Linked DNA regions of Gossypium hirsutum: all the other regions are linked to region 2. A link is a contact called in public Hi-C data. All regions are on one chromosome and are shown on one strand. The core of a region is the stretch at or near the end of the contact, and the rest is flanking DNA. Distances in the headings are between cores, read along the strand shown.

Region 1 (2,824 bases), core at 230-2,729, 190 kb before region 2:
GATTGTTCTTGTTTTCGAGGATTCAAAACATCGTGTCCTAACTTACGGGGCATGATCATTTCTTCTCGATTAACTTGAAGTAAGGCCTTTTAGTAGAATTTAATTTAGTTAAGCGATATTTTAATTAAAAAAAACATCATGCAAAGAGGGATCGTATTTTAAATTCTCTTCGAATTTTCAATTTTCGACATCAAAACATTAAGTGATCAACTAGGTACCAATTTTGGTGGTTATGAGGGTGCTAACCCTTCCTCATATGCAACCGACTCCCGAACTCATTTCCTGGATTTTGTAGACCGAAAATTATCGTTTTAATAAATCTAACATTTTATTAAAATGACCAAGTTTTGAGTGATTCAATCACACCTAAATAAAAAGGATTGGAGACGACTCCATTTTCATTTTAAAATAAAAAGTCGATTTTCAAAAAGGTTTCAACCATTATTATTAATATCAAAGTAATTATTATTATAAAAATTGAAGATTAAAATTTCAAGACTAAAAGTATCACATAATTAATTGAACGGAGAAAGTGATATTTAGTATCTGTATTTTCATAAAACATCTAATGTGATACTTGTATTTTGAAAATGTCTAACTTATACTTTCATAAAACGTACCATAATAAAAACACATTTTTAAAAAAATTCAAATATCACATTATATGTTTTATAAAAATATAGATTTTGGCATAATAACCCAACATTGTTAATATAAGAAACAACATTAAAAAAGCATCAACATGAATGTACACTTTAAAAATAAAAATAATTGGAGCTACTAAAAAAATCTAGAAAATACAAAACCAAATCTGGTAAAATAATCGATTTAATTTCATGCATTAATTAAAAAATATGTTAGAGATATATGATTATAAAAAGATTTGAAATTATTAATTAGTGAGATTAACAAAGAGGAAGAGATGGAGTTATGGTGGTTCATCCTTGGTTGGGGTAAAAAGCCACTAGATAATGAGTCACATAAAATGGTTGTAGGAGATAGGTTTGGTAGAAAAATGACGAGTTTATATATGAGAGATGAACTCATTATTTCATTATACTAGCAATGTCCTAAGATATAATTTTTTATATAATTGAATTATCAAATGCTTGCAATTGTATTATTTAACTAAAGGCTTAAGGCTATTTGGATGTTGAAGTTGAAATATGGTTTTAATTAGGTGGCAATTTTTCGAAACATCATGTGCAAACATAAATATAGTTTTTATTTTTTTTAAATTTATGTTTGTCACGTGACATTCTAAAAGGCTGTCATGTGGCACCACTAGTTGTCTAACAGTGTCAAGTCAACACAAACTAACGTTGTTAATGCAGATGTACTGACCTGGTTGACGGAATGCAAGTTCATGTATAGGTAAAAAAATTTTATGGACCAACTAGGTACAAATAGACAAATTCAGGGGCTAAATTATATATAATCCCTGAAAACAAAGTAAAGAATGCATGCACTGTTGAAGACTCCAGATATTTTCTTTATGGTGGCCCATTAATGGGACGTAAAGTTTGTGCTACATCAAATTCAGCCATTCACTTGATCGATTTAGTTTGTTTATCCAACAAAATTTCAAAAATTAGGTTGTAATATAATGATTTTTTTTTTACTTTTTTTCCTGCAAACCCAAATTTATTAGTTATGTAGTACTAACTTTATTTATTTGGCTTAACACTATGACCATCAGAAATAAATATAAATCATATTGTGGCAGATGTTGGGTCCATGGATTTTCTTCACATGTAGCAACCAACAGCCCATGCTCATGGATGGTTTCCTTGGGCTTCCTCTGTTACTGTTCAAACTCTAGAATAATGAAATTTGTGCGACAATCTTCACGTGGGTATGGGCGTTGTATACATATCCTTAAAGCCCACTGACCCAACTCTTCGGCTCCCCCTTGTTTTCTCTTCTATATGTACTAATGCTGCTGACTATGTCGGCAACTTTTGTAGGCCATTTCTGATTTTTGATCCTTCAACATTTACTCCCCCTTGGTTCAATAGTTCCCCCACTCCCTTTTATACTAAAAAGAAGCTTTTGTTTAGAGAAAAAGTAACATTGATTAACGTAGTCAAAATTGATATACTAAAATCTAATGTAATCCTTAAAAGAAATGATGATTGAAATCTTTCGATTAATTAGGGTAGGCCCATAAAATGAAAGCCTCTAAGAACAAAACTACTACTTTCCCAACCCCAACGATAAAAAAACTGTTGCCACTTCTTCTACTCATTCATGCACTTTTGAGCCACAATCACCTTAAAAAACAAAGAAAGAAGGAATGACTACTCATTGCCAATGCCTTGCACTGGATTTTGGATTAACATATCAAACCCTATCTTATTCTACTTTTTCTTATATTACAACTGACCAATGACTTAATTTGTTGTTTGGTGCTGATCCATATCTTGATTGGGATGGAACCTTATCATTATCCCTTATTCTTTTTGAATGGAAAAAGGGTTTTAGCCCCCCTTGGGATTAGAGTCTCCATTGTGTGTATGAAAAATGCTGCAGGATTGTAGTCATTTCCCCCCTACTTTTTGGATTTCATTGATTGCTTTATGATATATAGTTAACCTAATTTTTAGTACTATATTTAATGGGAGTTTGATTTTTGCAGCCATATTTACTAAATTGATATGACAAACTGTTTTTTTTTTTATAAATTAAGGGTAAATTACCAAGTTAGTCACCCAACTTTTAGCGCGTTTTCATTTTGGTTACCCAAAATGAAATCCTTCCAATTTCGTTACTCAACTTTTAGGCGCTTTCATTTTAGTCACTCGACCTTTAAGTCTCTAAACAA
Region 2 (2,818 bases), core at 193-2,692:
AACAAAAAATAGTACAATACCTGCATCGTGCAATGCTTTCCGGGAGGGCATTTAGCTTGTTTCCCGAGACATCGAGGATCCTCAGATTAAGCAACAAACCAACGGAGTCAGGCAGATGTTGCAAATGATTGGAGGATGCATTAAGCTCCTCAAGTTTCTTTAGTCCTCCAATCGAATCAGGAATGACCTGGTTCTCAAGCACAAAAACACTAGTACATAAGCATCTACCCATACAGTTAAACAATTTACATATGTAAAGTAGTGAAGACCATAAGCAGCAGTTCTTTGTGCAAAACAGAGAAAAAATACCAATACCCTCAGTCTCATGAAATACGCCATACTTTTAGAACAGGAGATAAAGCAATTTTAATTGAATAGCGAAAAAGGAAAGAATCCAAGTATTTAGTTTATCAATTGGGATAGTGTTGATCCAAGGAACATAACGTGGCTACTATAGTTCTTAGTTTAAACATCACAGCTTTCGCAATTTCATCAAGCCTTGGGATCAATTTGGCATAAACAGAAGAAAAGATAATGAAAATAAACATATAATACCTCTATCTGGTTATTGGAAAGATTGAGATAAACCAAACCGTAAAGTTTACCAAAGGCCTCAGGCAATAGCCTCAACTGTCTTCCAGAAAGCTCAACTCTTTCAACCACCCCATTCTCAGCTTCTTTCAATATCCTCACAACATCCTCATTTACTTCATCATCGCCGTTCATTTGCTCGACAGCTGAGCAATACAGACGACCCAGATTCTCCTCCACCTCAGTCAACTGTCTCTCATAATCCTCGTGCAAGCCTTCCAATCTAAGCACGGTCTTATATATGTCGGCCTCCTGTAAGGAAGATTGGGTTTCTTGAATGTGGGTAATCTTGGAACGAGCGGCGGAGACAGCTGATGGATCGGGCCGAGGTCCTAGGGAGCGTAGGAGGGAATGGGTTTGGGTGACGGAGGTGGGGATGGATCGGGAAAGTGAAGCAAGGATTGATGGATCGGGTAAATGGGGGAAACGGGTGAGTAAATCCTGGCGGATTTGGGGAGGGAGTGATGGGTAATTGTAAGGATCTTGTTGGGAGAAGATGTAGGACAAAATGGGGAACTTTGAAAGATTAGGATCCATTAAGGTAATTGAAGGAAGCAGAGATGAAGGAAGCAAGGTCAGGGGGAGGGGGGGAGCATTGACGTGAGAGAACGACGAGAGAGTAGTGAACAGCAATGACTCATGGAGCTGATGAGCAGTGTCTCTCGGTTAGCAGTTAGCATCGCAACGCCGAATGCCAAATGGTACTTCTGGCATGCGCTGGACCTGGTCTACCGCTTTCCTTTGCTCACATCATCACATTCTATACTGTGCCTTTGGGTTCTAAATTTCTGAGCTAACAGTGGGTTCCTAATAATGGGCTTTTCATTTATTGGTGGCTTTGGAAGGAAAGGCTTCATAGGATGACCCAACATCCCCCCACAATACATTTTATTATTATGGGTAGGGTATCAATCACGTATGAACAATTCTATTATTAAAGTTCCAGTTTTATAACCAAACTTGATTTACATAAAATAAGATAGGTTGATTTACATAATTTATATTTAGTAAAAGAAAGTTGGAGCCATTTTATCATTGTGGATTCTTAAAGGTACAATAATCACGGCATTAATGTCTTCTATCAATTATACATAATTTTAATTCGTATAATAATAAATTTAACTTTCAATATTTATATTATTTGTCATTTGGGCCTTCATTTTTAAAAAAATCAATAAATTTGTTAAATTAGGATCAAATTAACAGAGATTAAATAACTCTAATTTTTTTAGAATGACCAATTTGTTCAATTTTAAAATTGGGAGAGATTATAAATTTCTTTTTACCTTTATATTATAACAACTCAATTAATAATAATTGTATTTATCCTCTCCTTAAAGATTTTGAACTAATCCAATATCTTTATCATACCAATTAAAATATGGTATTTATCATTATATATTTAATAGTCAATATTTCATCACATTAAAATATTTTATTATACAATTTTAATTGACTCAAAATTTGGTATACATTATTGAACATAAAATATAAGGGTGAAATTATTAAAATACTAATTATACACAAAATTATATATAAGTTGTGTATAAATCCCACAGAAGACAGACGCGTGATGAGTATTTTGAGGATTTGAGTCAGCCAGCCAGCCATACACACCCTGGCCTCTTGGTCCATTATCAACAATCAAAGGCTTTAACGTCGCTAATATCAGAGCCGGTCATAGCTTTCAAGTGGAAGATTAGACGCATGTGGGATCCATGATGGCTACACCATTCTCTTTTTTTAATAATGAACCACTCCGCTCCTTGTCCAAAATAGACTTCCCAAATTCATGCTTTCTCCATTAGCATCCTCTGTAGAATGGCTTGTTTGATGTAAATAAAAAGGAAATCAATCATATAATTAATACTCATGTTAGGAGGAGAAAAAGAAAAGATGGGCACATGGTAGGGATAACCTTAAAACCACTTTTATCTTTATCCCCAACAGATGATAACATAGAATCATCAAACTCTTTCATTTTCGACTTCAATATCCCTGCAAGATTGTATGGGGCACTGGCGACCCTTCCTTTGAATCAGGAGTCACAACCTCTCACTTCTTTTAATTAATTAAAACTCAGCTCAGCTGGAGTTGGAGTTGGAGACTTTTTTTTAAATTTAATCCAATATCTACAGTCCTCTCTCCTATATTGTACTTGTTCAATTTGTGTCTTGGATTGAAGGGAACTCTTTATTCTGTTTCTGTTGTGAATATATTTTAGCTT
Region 3 (3,032 bases), core at 472-2,971, 150 kb after region 2:
AAATAAATAAAAATGTTAATAATTTATGAAAATTAGATAAAAAGTTAAAGTTTATATAAATAATTACGTGAAATTAAAATTAAGCATTTAAAAATAGTTTTAGGTAAAGGGTTTAAACTCGTTCTTAAAAATGTTATAAAACATGTCTCAAAAATAGAATCAGATTGAAATAGGAAGAATAAATTTAGGGATTTATTTTTTGAAAAAAATAAAAAGACCTAATTCATTTTTAAAAGTGATTTTAAGTTTTCTGCCTAGGTGACTTACCAGAGCATTACTGCTGAAGCTAAAGACAATCTAACAAAACCCCACAGATGTTGAAATGCCTTCCCAGAGAAGCCGGTCCAAGTCCGATCACATGCACCGCTAATTATGTACAAAAACTGAGCCACAACAATGAAAATCCACGACATATTTAAAACAACGGCTGCACCCACTAGGCCCCATCCCAGCTTTAGCATCAAGAGCCAGCTTAATACAGTGTGCAGAACCAACGCCACTCCAGCTATCACCGCCATCACCATGATCTTGCTCTGCGCCTGTAAGAACTTCGCCATCGGAAAGTTGAACGCGTAAGCAAACAGTTGAGGCAACATCCATATTGCAAACATTCCGGCCGCCTTCGATATGCTTTCTGTTTGGCCTATTACCCTCAAAAATTTTGCCGCAAATATGTATAACAAGCTTAACATCAAAGCCGTTGAGTTGAGGATGACCCATGATCTTTGCATGTACACCCCTAACATATCAACCTGCCCTGCTCCAAATGCTTGGCCGCATAAAGTTTCGAGTGCACTTCCCATCCCAAGCTATTCAAGTTTTAATCAAGTATTGTGTGATTACTGTTATTTGTAACTAAGCTAACAAAACTAAAACTATTAACAAAGGAAATTTAATTTACAGATTTACCATGACGCCAAAGGAGAAACCGGCGATGACTGAATTCTCCACGGAGACGGCGGCAAGAGCTAGAGTGCCAACTTGGCCGGAAAAGACTTGAGTGATAGCGCCGAGGGAGTATCGGCAGAGAGATGTGAAGATGGCGGGGCCAGCAAGGAACCAGAGCTTCTTGGACTCTATCAGGTATTCTCTGAAGAAGTCACGGACGCCGTTGATCGGTGGGATGTCATCGATGCCGGGCGTGAAGGTGGTGTTTGATGGTCTAGAAAGTAACTGCTCCTGGTGGTGGCTGTCCTCGCCGACTAGCCGAGGGGAAAGAAGCGGTTGCTCAGCGTCCTCCATAGCCATAGGAGAGCACAAAGAGCAATCGGCCAAGATATATATAGATTATATGTTTGGCTAGAAGAATGCTGTGGTTGGAGATTGAGGTAGGGTTTGGATGGACGATTAGGTGCAGTACGGTGTGTTTAGTTTATTTTTTGTCTCACGCTACAGTATTGCTATAGTATCTAATTTTACCGTCACCGCTGTTTTTACACTAACCGCAGGTAAATGCACCGCCTATCTAAACTTACTCTGAAACGGTATAAATTTCTATTCGAATTTAAAAATAAAATTAAATCCGGGCAATTTATGTAAATATGTTGAAAAAAAAACATTTCAGAAATTACACTATCTTTTTAAAAAATTACCGAAACGACTTTTTTTTTATTATAAATTTTATCGATAATTTTTCCTACCATCAAATGTTTTGGTTTTTTTTGCTACATATGACTTTATTTCGGTCTAACATTCCTTTGGTATAAAATGATTTTGCAAAACATGATCAACTCCTTAATACAATGTTTTTATTCTTTTTCTTAAGGGCGAAAACAAAGTTAATATTTTACGCTTTATTCTTGCTCAACCTTTTTTACCATTATTTTAATATTTTAAATATTTATATTGTTATTTTAAAATTGTTTGGATATATTAGAATTAGAATAAAGGGGTTTTTTTTACTTAAATAATATAAAAAATAATATTTAAATACTAAAATGGTATTCTGGTTGAGGTTTATCTTGATCTAAATAGATAATTATATTTAATTAAGTACTTCAATTAACCTCAAACTTCAATTCAATTCATAATTCACCATTTATATAAAATTACTAATTTATCCCTAACATTTTAACTTTTTATAATTTAGTCCTTAAGCTTATAATTTAAAATCTAACTATTTTAATCTAAATCCATGTTAATCAAACATGCAAGGGACCTTAAAAAAACTCTTATTTACCATCATTTCACAAACAAACCCTAGAATTTATACCTTTAACAAATTAGTCCATAATTCCAAAATTCATCAAAAATCTTTTAACAAAACTTGTTTAATTTTCAACAAAGATTCATAATCCATCGTTTAAAATCACAAACTATTCAAAAACATCCATGGCATAACCCTTAAGCTTTAACGGTTTTACAAATTGACCCTTGGGCTAGCTAGATTATGCTACAACAAACTCAAAAACATAAAAATCATTAAAAACGGGGCTCAGAATCACTTAGATGCACTAAAAGAAGCTTGGACGAACCTAGACCTAACCTTAAATGATGAATTTCGATGGTGATAGGAAGAAATGAAGAAGATGAACATGTTTTCTTAGTTTATTTTAGTTTTATTTATTCATCTACCTTTTCGCACTTTAAAAACTATCAAAATTGCAATAAAACCTAATCCATATAAATCCACTAACTAATCAAATGGTCTAATTACCATTTAATTCCTTTAGTTTAAGATTCCATGCCTATTAGACTTCTTTAGCTAATAGAACTCAACTTTTTCATATTTTACTGTTTAGTCTTTTTTACTTAATTAATTAAGCAAACATCAAATTTTCTTAACGAAATTTTAATACGACCTTACTATAATTCCATATAAATTAAAATAATAATAAAATAATAATTTACTCATCAAATTTGTGGTCTCAAAACCACTATTTCGATTTCACTGAAAATGAGTTGTTACATAAATTGATTGATATTATCAAAATTAAATTGAATTTATGCAAAGAATATGACTTTTTTTTTCAAATTAAAAATCAATGTCAAATTTTTTTATTTTTTTTCAATTTTCTATTTAGGCCTTAAAT

Evidence for each region. A called contact is a pair of places that touch in the nucleus more often than the background predicts.
Region 1: a contact with region 2 is called in a Hi-C map of leaf, with 3 times the contacts expected there. The contact joins the enhancer-like site here to the promoter of LOC107909706 in region 2. A contact is called at or near these places in 4 of 34 Hi-C or Micro-C datasets (all in leaf).
Region 3: a contact with region 2 is called in a Hi-C map of leaf, with 2.0 times the contacts expected there. The contact joins the promoter of LOC107909698 here to the promoter of LOC107909706 in region 2. A contact is called at or near these places in 6 of 34 Hi-C or Micro-C datasets (anther, callus, hypocotyl and 1 more).

The regions. Positions count from the first base shown.
Region 1 is chrD02:59,880,977-59,883,800 of Gossypium_hirsutum_v2.1, forward strand. No RefSeq gene overlaps it. Among protein-coding and RNA genes, the nearest start is that of LOC107909708, 16 kb to the right of the region's middle. Within about 2 kb of position 1,480, at least 4 of the 9 cell types and tissues checked have an H3K27ac peak or open chromatin away from gene starts, as enhancers often do. A contact at or near this core is called in leaf, where this site is marked.
Region 2 is chrD02:60,070,597-60,073,414 of Gossypium_hirsutum_v2.1, forward strand. LOC107909706 (plant intracellular Ras-group-related LRR protein 3) reads right to left here and starts at 1,443. Exons shown (of 3, transcript XM_016837337.2): 1 at 556-1,443; 2 at 21-187. The coding sequence starts at 1,128. It overlaps LOC107909705, which reads right to left. Exons shown (of 4, transcript XM_041088915.1): 4 at 2,007-2,818.
Region 3 is chrD02:60,217,099-60,220,130 of Gossypium_hirsutum_v2.1, forward strand. LOC107909698 (protein DETOXIFICATION 29) reads right to left here and starts at 1,722. Exons shown (of 8, transcript XM_016837325.2): 1 at 910-1,722; 2 at 268-809. The coding sequence starts at 1,248.